Regions from separate parts of the Danio rerio genome. Here region 1 is linked to region 2. The links are chromatin contacts, called in public Hi-C maps. All regions are on one chromosome and are shown on one strand. Each heading gives the region's core, a stretch centred on a gene start, on an enhancer-like site or on the middle of the called end of the contact. The rest is flanking DNA. Distances are from core to core; before and after follow the strand shown.

The links. Hi-C and Micro-C count contacts between places; a contact is called where the count stands out from the background.
Region 1: a Hi-C map of an unstated tissue shows a contact between it and region 2, with 4 times the contacts expected there. The contact joins two enhancer-like sites. A contact is called at or near these places in 3 of 18 Hi-C or Micro-C datasets (caudal fin, embryo and an unstated tissue) and 1 of 4 datasets of contacts at active chromatin or transcription factors (caudal fin).

What each region holds. Positions count from the first base shown.
Region 1 is chr4:13,766,991-13,771,171 of GRCz12tu, reverse strand. The region is part of intron 1 of grip1 (glutamate receptor interacting protein 1); the gene reads left to right. The region is part of intron 2 of LOC103910424 (a long non-coding RNA gene); the gene reads right to left. Among named protein-coding and RNA genes, the nearest start is that of grip1, 63 kb to the left of the region's middle. Within about 2 kb of position 1,616, at least 8 of the 62 cell types and tissues checked have an H3K27ac peak or open chromatin away from gene starts, as enhancers often do.
Region 2 is chr4:13,598,277-13,602,566 of GRCz12tu, reverse strand. It overlaps LOC101884202, which reads right to left. Exons shown (of 9, transcript XR_012401967.1): 7 at 249-384. It also overlaps the pseudogene LOC101886176. Among named protein-coding and RNA genes, the nearest start is that of si:dkey-6a5.3, 27 kb to the right of the region's middle. Within about 2 kb of position 2,681, at least 26 of the 62 cell types and tissues checked have an H3K27ac peak or open chromatin away from gene starts, as enhancers often do.

The DNA.
Region 1 (4,181 bases), core at 367-2,866, 170 kb before region 2:
TGGCCACTAAAATGGCAGTCAAACTCAGTTTATTATTTCAAGGGGTTTCAAATCAAAGAGGAATGGAAATAGTTTTATAAATTGTATATGAGCTTAATCAACGATTGCTTAATATATTAGACATGTTCCGTGCTTTAATATTTAACTTTAAACATTTCATGAAATTACTTTTTAATCTGCTCTTCAGTGCCATGGTTTTGAACTGTAAGTGGGTGGACATATGATACAATATTCTCTAATTAAGCTGATAGAAATGCCAGCGCTTCAGTACTTCAATATTAAATCAAGCACAATTACACTTTCATTGACTACAATTGAAAAAAGACCATGCTGAATTTAGTTTGTATGAACACTGATCCCAAAAATCTGTAATATTGAAGACAAGAAAAATATTAACAGCTCTAATTAATCTTAATTTTCAATATATTCTCGAAGCTAATTATTTCTTTTGGTATCTTTTGCAGTAAAAACTGTATGAATCATCATGTATGCCTCTAAATATGTTTATTTTTTAACACAGTAGTACACATTGCAAGTTAACAGTGATGTTTATTTACACCAATAGCCGCAGTTTTCTGTCCAGTCATGAGGGATGATGTGCAAACGGTTTATGTGGGCTGAAAGAAATGATAGTTATATATTTGATTTATTGAGGCCACGTTATATAAGGACTCAGTTGTGATGCATTTAAAGTGACAGTTCACTCTTTGTTCATCCTCCACTTGTCACAAACCTTGTTTGAGTATCCATATTCATTTGAACACAGAAGATGATATTGGAGTAATAAACTTGGAAACCAGTAGCCATCAACTTCCATTGTATTTTTTTATACTAATCCCAATGGAAGTTCTCCTGTTCGAGTCTCGGGTGGGTCAGTTGGCATTTCTGTGTGGAGTTTGCATGTTCTGTGGGAAACCGCAGCACCTGGAGGAAACAGTCCAAAGACATGCGCTATAGGTGAATTGGGTGAGCTAAATTCTCTGTAGTGTATGTGTGTGAATGAATGTGTATGGGTGTTTCCTATTAATGGGTTGCAGCTGGAAGGGCATCCGCTGTGTAAAACATATGCTGGATAAGTTGCTGGTTCATTCCGCTGTGGCCCAGATTAATAAAGGAATGGATCCAAAAGAAGTAAGTGTAAATTGTTAAGACGTTTTCTTTTTTGGTGAATTTTCCCTTTAATGCATCATAACCCTTAAAGGGATAGTTTACTCAAAAATAAAAATTTAAACACAAAAAAAAGTTACTTCAAAACATTTTATAAACCTGCAATGCTTTAGAATTCAGCTTTCATCTTTTTCAATTAGCAGAAGAAAGAAACTGATAATGGTATGGAACCATTGAGTGTGAGTAAATAGTGAGCACATTTTCATCTCCTATCAATAAAACCAGATTCCCCACTCATTTAAGACGTGCATTTCAGTGTCAGAAGTTAAACAAATAATAAGCTCTTACCTGCCAACACTCCCATTTTTCCCTTATTTCAGACACACTGAACAAATGTTGGCAGGTAATCAACACTCTTTTCTTGGCGATTCATTGTGCTCACCTCTAGAGGCTGCTAATGTTCCACAAAACAGAAATCCGCTTTCCTCGCCATTTCAGCACCAGTGCTGCTGGACAGCTCCCGCCATTGTCCCGCTGCTCTTTATAGACTGAAGGCTTTTAACTGCTCATGTATAATACCTCGCGCTTTGTTCTTTGTGTACAACATGTTCCCGTTCCGACATGTTCTCGTCTAATACACGGTGCTTCAATCTGACATGGTCTGTTTAATGTCAACCTCAAGATATACAGCCTTCACGATAATGACAGCAAATTGCCTTATGGCTTTTTTTCTTGTAATAGTTGTTCACATTCTCTCAAATAATTGTCATTTTTCTACTGAAGAGCCGTTATGAGATTCCTGCTCCTCCAAGACGTACATTTCAGTATGTCAGAAGTGGAAAAATAATCAAGTCTTTGATGAGGCGAGCAGTCGGAGGGATGTTTTGAACTGTATTTTCCATCTGTCCAACATAAACGCTCTCAGCATCTAATGGTGAATTTTGCCAGGACTCCCTGCCAGGCGTCAGGGTTAGGTCTAATAACAGACCGGTGTGTCATGTTTACGTTCATCCTTTCACATTGGCTCACACCCATTACTTGCGTTCATGGCCATGCAAATGTTAACGCGAAGATGAAGCCCTTATGGAGCCGTTTGCGCTTCGTGTCATGCAGCTGTCACCTTCAGAGCTGTTATGAGAAAGCAGAAAGTGTCCTGCTGCTTTGATTGCCATTCCTGCCACGCTCTTCCCTGGGAAAATTGATTGCGCCATCCCGGGAGACGAACAAGAGACTTGATTCCTGTTATTTAGGGATGTTTCGCAAACATGTGGTCGCTGTAATTGAGATTGAGATGGTCATCGTTGAGCTTGAGGATATTCCTGATTTCTCCATGAGCTTAAAGATGAAATATATATTGAATGCAGGCATATATAAACATTTGTTTGCATAGTATGAAATTTGTATATTTTCACATATATATAGCTTATATATAGAAAATTATTTTACACTTAAATATTTTTTAAATAGATATTTTGATATAAATATTTTTTTATATAAAAATTACATAAAAATAAACGTAGGTACATTTGATTATAGACAATTCATACATGTATTAACTGTTATATTTTTTACACTTGCGATGAATTAAAATTACACCTAATTTAAAATTAATTATTAATATATGTTCTATATTTATGGTATATAATATTTTATTGAAGGCAGTTAACTGTATTTTTATATTTTATATAATATATATTAAATGCAGCTTTCAATTTTAATTATATATATATATATATATATATATATATATATATATATATATATATATATATATATATATATATATATATATATATTTATTTATTTATTTATTTATTTATTTATATATATATATATATAATTATACATACACACACACATATATACATATACATATATATATACATATATATATATATATATATATATATATATATATATATATATATATATATATATATATTTATTTATTTATTTATTTATTTATATATATATATATATATATATATATTTTTTTTTTAAACAATCTTATGCATTTATGTATGTATTTGCAATGTTTATATATTAAATATATGAAACTAAAATTTAGCAGTTAAAATGCATACATTTATATCCAGTATATTAAAAAATAATTTTTTATTTTTATTATAAAAATACTTTAAAACTTACTTCTCGAGTCATTTCATAGAGTCTTCAAACATATTCCTCGTTGATTAAATATTATATGCAAATGTGCATCCCAAGCAGAGAACATTCGTCTTGTGGGTTTCTCACGCGGGATGCATAAATTACAGCTCGCATGCATGGAGTATTTTGGGTTGGAGTCGAGCTGGATTTAAAGTTTTATTCGTCTCTGAATTTTTTAATTTAAAAGTTAATTTTTAATCTTCAGCCACAGCGAAAACGTCAGTGATTTACTCGGTTTGTTTCTCTTTCTGGGCCATATTCTTTAAATATGAGCACATAGAGGCCTCATATATGTGGCACTGGTGGGTCTTAAACAGTGGGAGAGTGTTTCAGCTCACTGACATCTCCATAAAATTTGCACAGAGCTGACAACACACTCTCAGATGCAGAGCGCTTCCTCTGAGTCTTCAAACAGTGCGCTCATCAAATTAACCACATAACAGACAGGCTTTGCCATGCTTTGCCCATGTTCAAAAATATTTTTGCTGAGCTTAAACCACCATTCTTATAATGTTGAAAATTTATTTATTATTTACAGTTCTTTTAAATTTTTAAATAAATGAACATTTTTTGTGTGTGTTGGAAATGGCATGAATATTTGTTTTGGGTATAAATACTGTAACTGAGTAGTGGATCTGCATTTAGAGGGAAAAAATGTTAAGTGTTGTCAGTTGTAAGAGCACTGTAAAAAAACAAAAACAAAGTTGACTTAACTTTGAACCCAATTTCTTCACTTGACTTGATTTAAATTGAGTAAATTCAAAAATGTCCTGATGTTTATTGCACTAAAATTTTGCTTTGTGTCAACTTTTATTTTACAGTGAGTATTCTTTCCTTTTAAGACTAGATAAAGACTTTTTAGAGTTTAATCTTCACTTATTTTGGAGATTTCGAAGAGAAAATGTGGA
Region 2 (4,290 bases), core at 1,432-3,931:
ATCAAGGTGTTCAAAATTACTACAGACTATTAAGCTGGGGTGAGTTGGAGGTGGTTGGAGATAATCTCTGCAGAGCTGTGACCCTCCAGGAATTGAGTTAGAGACCGCTGCTCTTGACAATGATACATGGCATGCTTTACATTTATGCGCTTACTTGGATGAGAAAACCCGGTGGGCCATAAGGTTTAAGAAGACTTAAAGTATTTAAAATGTATTGACTGCACTAAATGAACATCATGGACACCTACCTGGCGAGATGTTCTGAGCTTGTCCCACCAGAAAGAGGATCTGGAGAAGGCTCAGGACATGTTTGAGAGACTGGTGAAACTTCTGCCCCTACGACCTGGACCGGAATAAGCTGTTTCAAATGGATGGATGAATCTCCTAAAAAAGACCACATATTAAGGTTTGGTTAAATTAGAACCATTTGTTCTAATGAAATTAAGACGCTAGAGGAACGGACAGGAGTAAAGATTTGAGCAGCTTTGGCAAGGGATTGATAATTATGGCAAAGTGACTGAGATGTGCACCTGAAATGGCAAGGCTTATGGGTTGCTACAGGACAGCAGTGGTAAAAATTTAGGTGATCTGCGGAAAGCACCAAATGTTTATGCCGAGCACCAAAGAGGAGCATTGTTGAAAGTGGCTAGTGTACCTTGGAGCAGTAAGTAGGTTTAACATCACATGGACATGTGTAAGTGTGAATAATTTACCTGGGAAGTGATGGCACAAAAATGCCCTGGGCAATGTTCTGCTGGAAAACACTGAATTTAACCATTCATATGGATATAAACTTGACAGAGGAGCATGAGTGGTGGAAGTGGCCTCTTTCAGCGGGGTAGTGCACCCTGCACACATTGCTCGGGACTGGTTTGAAGAACATGATGAAGAGCTCAAGGTATTGCCCTGGTGTTGCAGATCTCAGTTTAATTGAGTATCTGTGGTGTGCTGGAGTGTGCTATGGAGACCATGCAGAGCAAAGTACTAAAGTAAGTAGTCATAATGTTTTAGCTCATTAGTGTATGTTATTATGATATTACATCCACAAGCTTGGGTGTTTTTCTTTCTTTCTACTAAAATTACATAATCTTTTCTTTTTTTCTGAAAATCTAGTGCTGCATTGTGAATAAATTTCCTTTCTTTGGGGATCTTTATAAGAATATCACAATGATATCTTAAATATTAGGTTACACTTAATTTTAGGGTGTCCTTGTTACACATGTAAGTACAAGTACTTAGTAACTATACGTACTATAGAAATTCATTCATTTTCTTTTCGGCTTAGTCCCCTTTATTAATCCGGGGTCGCCACAGCGGAATGAACCGCCAACTTATCCAGCAAGTTTTTACACAGCGGATGCCCTTCCAGCCGCAACCCATCTCTGGGAAATACTATAGAAGTTACAATAATGCAGCTAACCTGCATTCTAACCCCAACATAGTAAGTGCATGCGGTTTATTAATAATGTTAACCAGTTAAATGAATAGTTACACTATAACAAGGACATCTTAAAACAAAATGTAACCAAATGTTCTTATTTGAAAACATCGTGCTCATTAAAGAGCCCTTAAACCCTTTTTTCTTCAAGTGTAGAATTTATTCAGAATGTAAAGTTTGTTGGACACACTGTAGCTGACAAATTCAACAGGAAAAATATCTCAAAATCAAAATGGTGTTTAATTATCGAGCCTGCCAAGTAGCAGATGTTACACTGATGAAATACAGTGTACAAAATAATTCCAAGTCATTTTCATGAGGAAGCATATGGTTTTTGCATTTTGTTGTTGTTGTTGATGTGAAATGTACAGAATGTCCCCATATGCTTAATTAGCAAAGTCAAACGTTGCTTCAAGTAGTTCACATAGCCTATGTATATGATGTATAACACAAACAGATATGGTTTTGTATAATGTATAGCGATTATATATAAACATAATTATGATTATAGTCAATCATGTGCCATATTTAGCTATTTTTTTGCGCTGTTTTTTTGTTTGGAAAATGCTGACCCCTGATGAGTCACGCACACGCTGCAGTCTGCAGAGCAGAATCATTAAATGTCTTTTTCTATGCATTGTATAAGAGAGGAGAGAGAAAAATAAAAAGATTTAAAGATACCTTTACATTTGGAGTCATGTTTTTTGTTGTCTTAATTATATTATGGGGTCTAAATTACCATAAGTATGAGACGTATTGAATATTGATGACATTAATATATGTCAAATTTTATTAATTTGGTTTGATTAAGGTGCTGCTGTACTTTTTAATGGATATTGTTAGTTAATTTTATATTATTTCAGTTTTGTTTATTGGCTTTTTTTGTCTTTGCTAACTTTACATTTATTAAATTGTTTAATCATTTTTTTAAAGAAAATTTTTAACTAATTTATCCAAGTAACAATATTATGGTTTTAGATAAGAACACACAGTTAAAAATGAATGTTGTCAAAGTAAATTCAAACTCAAAAATATTTTTTTAAATCTTAAACTATATGATAGTACAACTGTTTTAATGTTTGAATTTTACTGTCACGTTTAAAAAAAACATAATATTACATGCTATTTTGTGTCTGGCTCTTATTATAATAAGAGAAACAAATGAACAATATATTAACAAACTCAAAAACTAAGATAAGTAACATAAGCACGTTGTCTTCTGCGCTACTGCGCCTTTAAGAGCGCGACCACGTGTTGCGGAAACTACCGACAACAACAACAACAACAGGACGCGGGTGAGTAAAGAAATTCTTAAACAAAACTAGATTTTCGTAAAAAATCTGCACTGTTTCTGTTTTAACAAAACACGAGCCATTGCAATAATATTTCAACTGTTTATTTAATATAATAATCGTAACGTTAACACGCTCAGATCAAAATAATTCATTATATATATGCAAACAACATGTACATCCAAGCTAATAAACCTCTAAAATGATCGAGTTTTATCATTCAGGGCTCAACAATGGAGAGAAACACTCTCCTGCTTTATATCAGACCATGAAGGCTTCAATGGAACCTTAAAAAACTCACCTCAAGACTTTGCTGTTATAGAGATAGACGCCAATGGACAACTTGTTAACAGTGTAAATACTGATGAAGAAGAAAGACCTCCTCAAGCTACAAAAAGGATTAATAAATTAATATCATCTAAACCAGATGACACTGACAGTTTAATTCAGGATTGTTTTGATCTGAATCTAATCCTGGTTTCAAGTGTGAGCGTGGAATTTGAAGCATTTTACTAATAAACTGAAAGTGAAACCCTGTTCAGATGATCAAGAAAGGGTGGAACTGTCTGATCCGGTTCAGAGAAGATCCAGACTTCCAGGAGCTCGCTGGTTTGGCCTCTGAATAAGAAGCTGAGGGGTTTTTCAGGTTTATTAATGCTAAAACACCTGGTTTTGTGTTCACCTTCTTGCCCGATGACAGCAAGGTCAGTTCATCATTTTGTTAGCAGGCGTTCTGGGAAGCTTGTGGAAACCAAGAGCTTTGTGGACCAGCAGAAGACTTGCATTACAGTGAGACTGAGGGAGAGAGGCAAACAAGCCAAGAAGAGAACGATGGCAGACTGTCAAATGCAGGAGGAGAGTTTATACACACACTGAAAAAAATTTGGAGTAGGATTTACTTAAAAAAAGTTAGGAAAGTTTTTTCACTTAGAAAATGTGAGTAATTTCAATAGAATTCCCAAGTAAAAACTAAACACAAGGAACTGTAGCTTTAATTAGAAAATCTCAAGTAAAGTTTACTTGGAATTTCCCAGTAAACTGTATTGACTGTTTGTTTATATATTTTACTTAAGTAATGCTTATAAATGTTTTTTTTTTTACACAATAATCCTAGTTATCTTATTTAAAATTTTGAGTAACCTTTACTTTAAATATTATTTGATGTTGTTGATGTATTTAAATGGTGGTCAACAAAATAACAGACATACATTTTACTTGAATACTTTTATTTCTATGAGATTCCTTAACAGATGAGAGCATCAGATGCACTATAGTGCATTTTACTCCAGGAAACTTTTTTAGAATATCACACATGCATTAAAATGCATAAACATTTAAACATATAAACATAAAATATACCTTTTTAAATATAACAAACATTTTACAAAAATCTCAGTTGCAGATATCAAATACAAAAGTGTGAAAGTGCAAATAATGTCAAACTAGTAGCTGCCTTTCATTAGGTAACTTTAATTTCAATAAGATTAAACTAAGGGAACAAAAACATCAAAAAATAAAAAAATAAAACTCTGCATTTATAGTCTCCAGAAGAATGGTTAT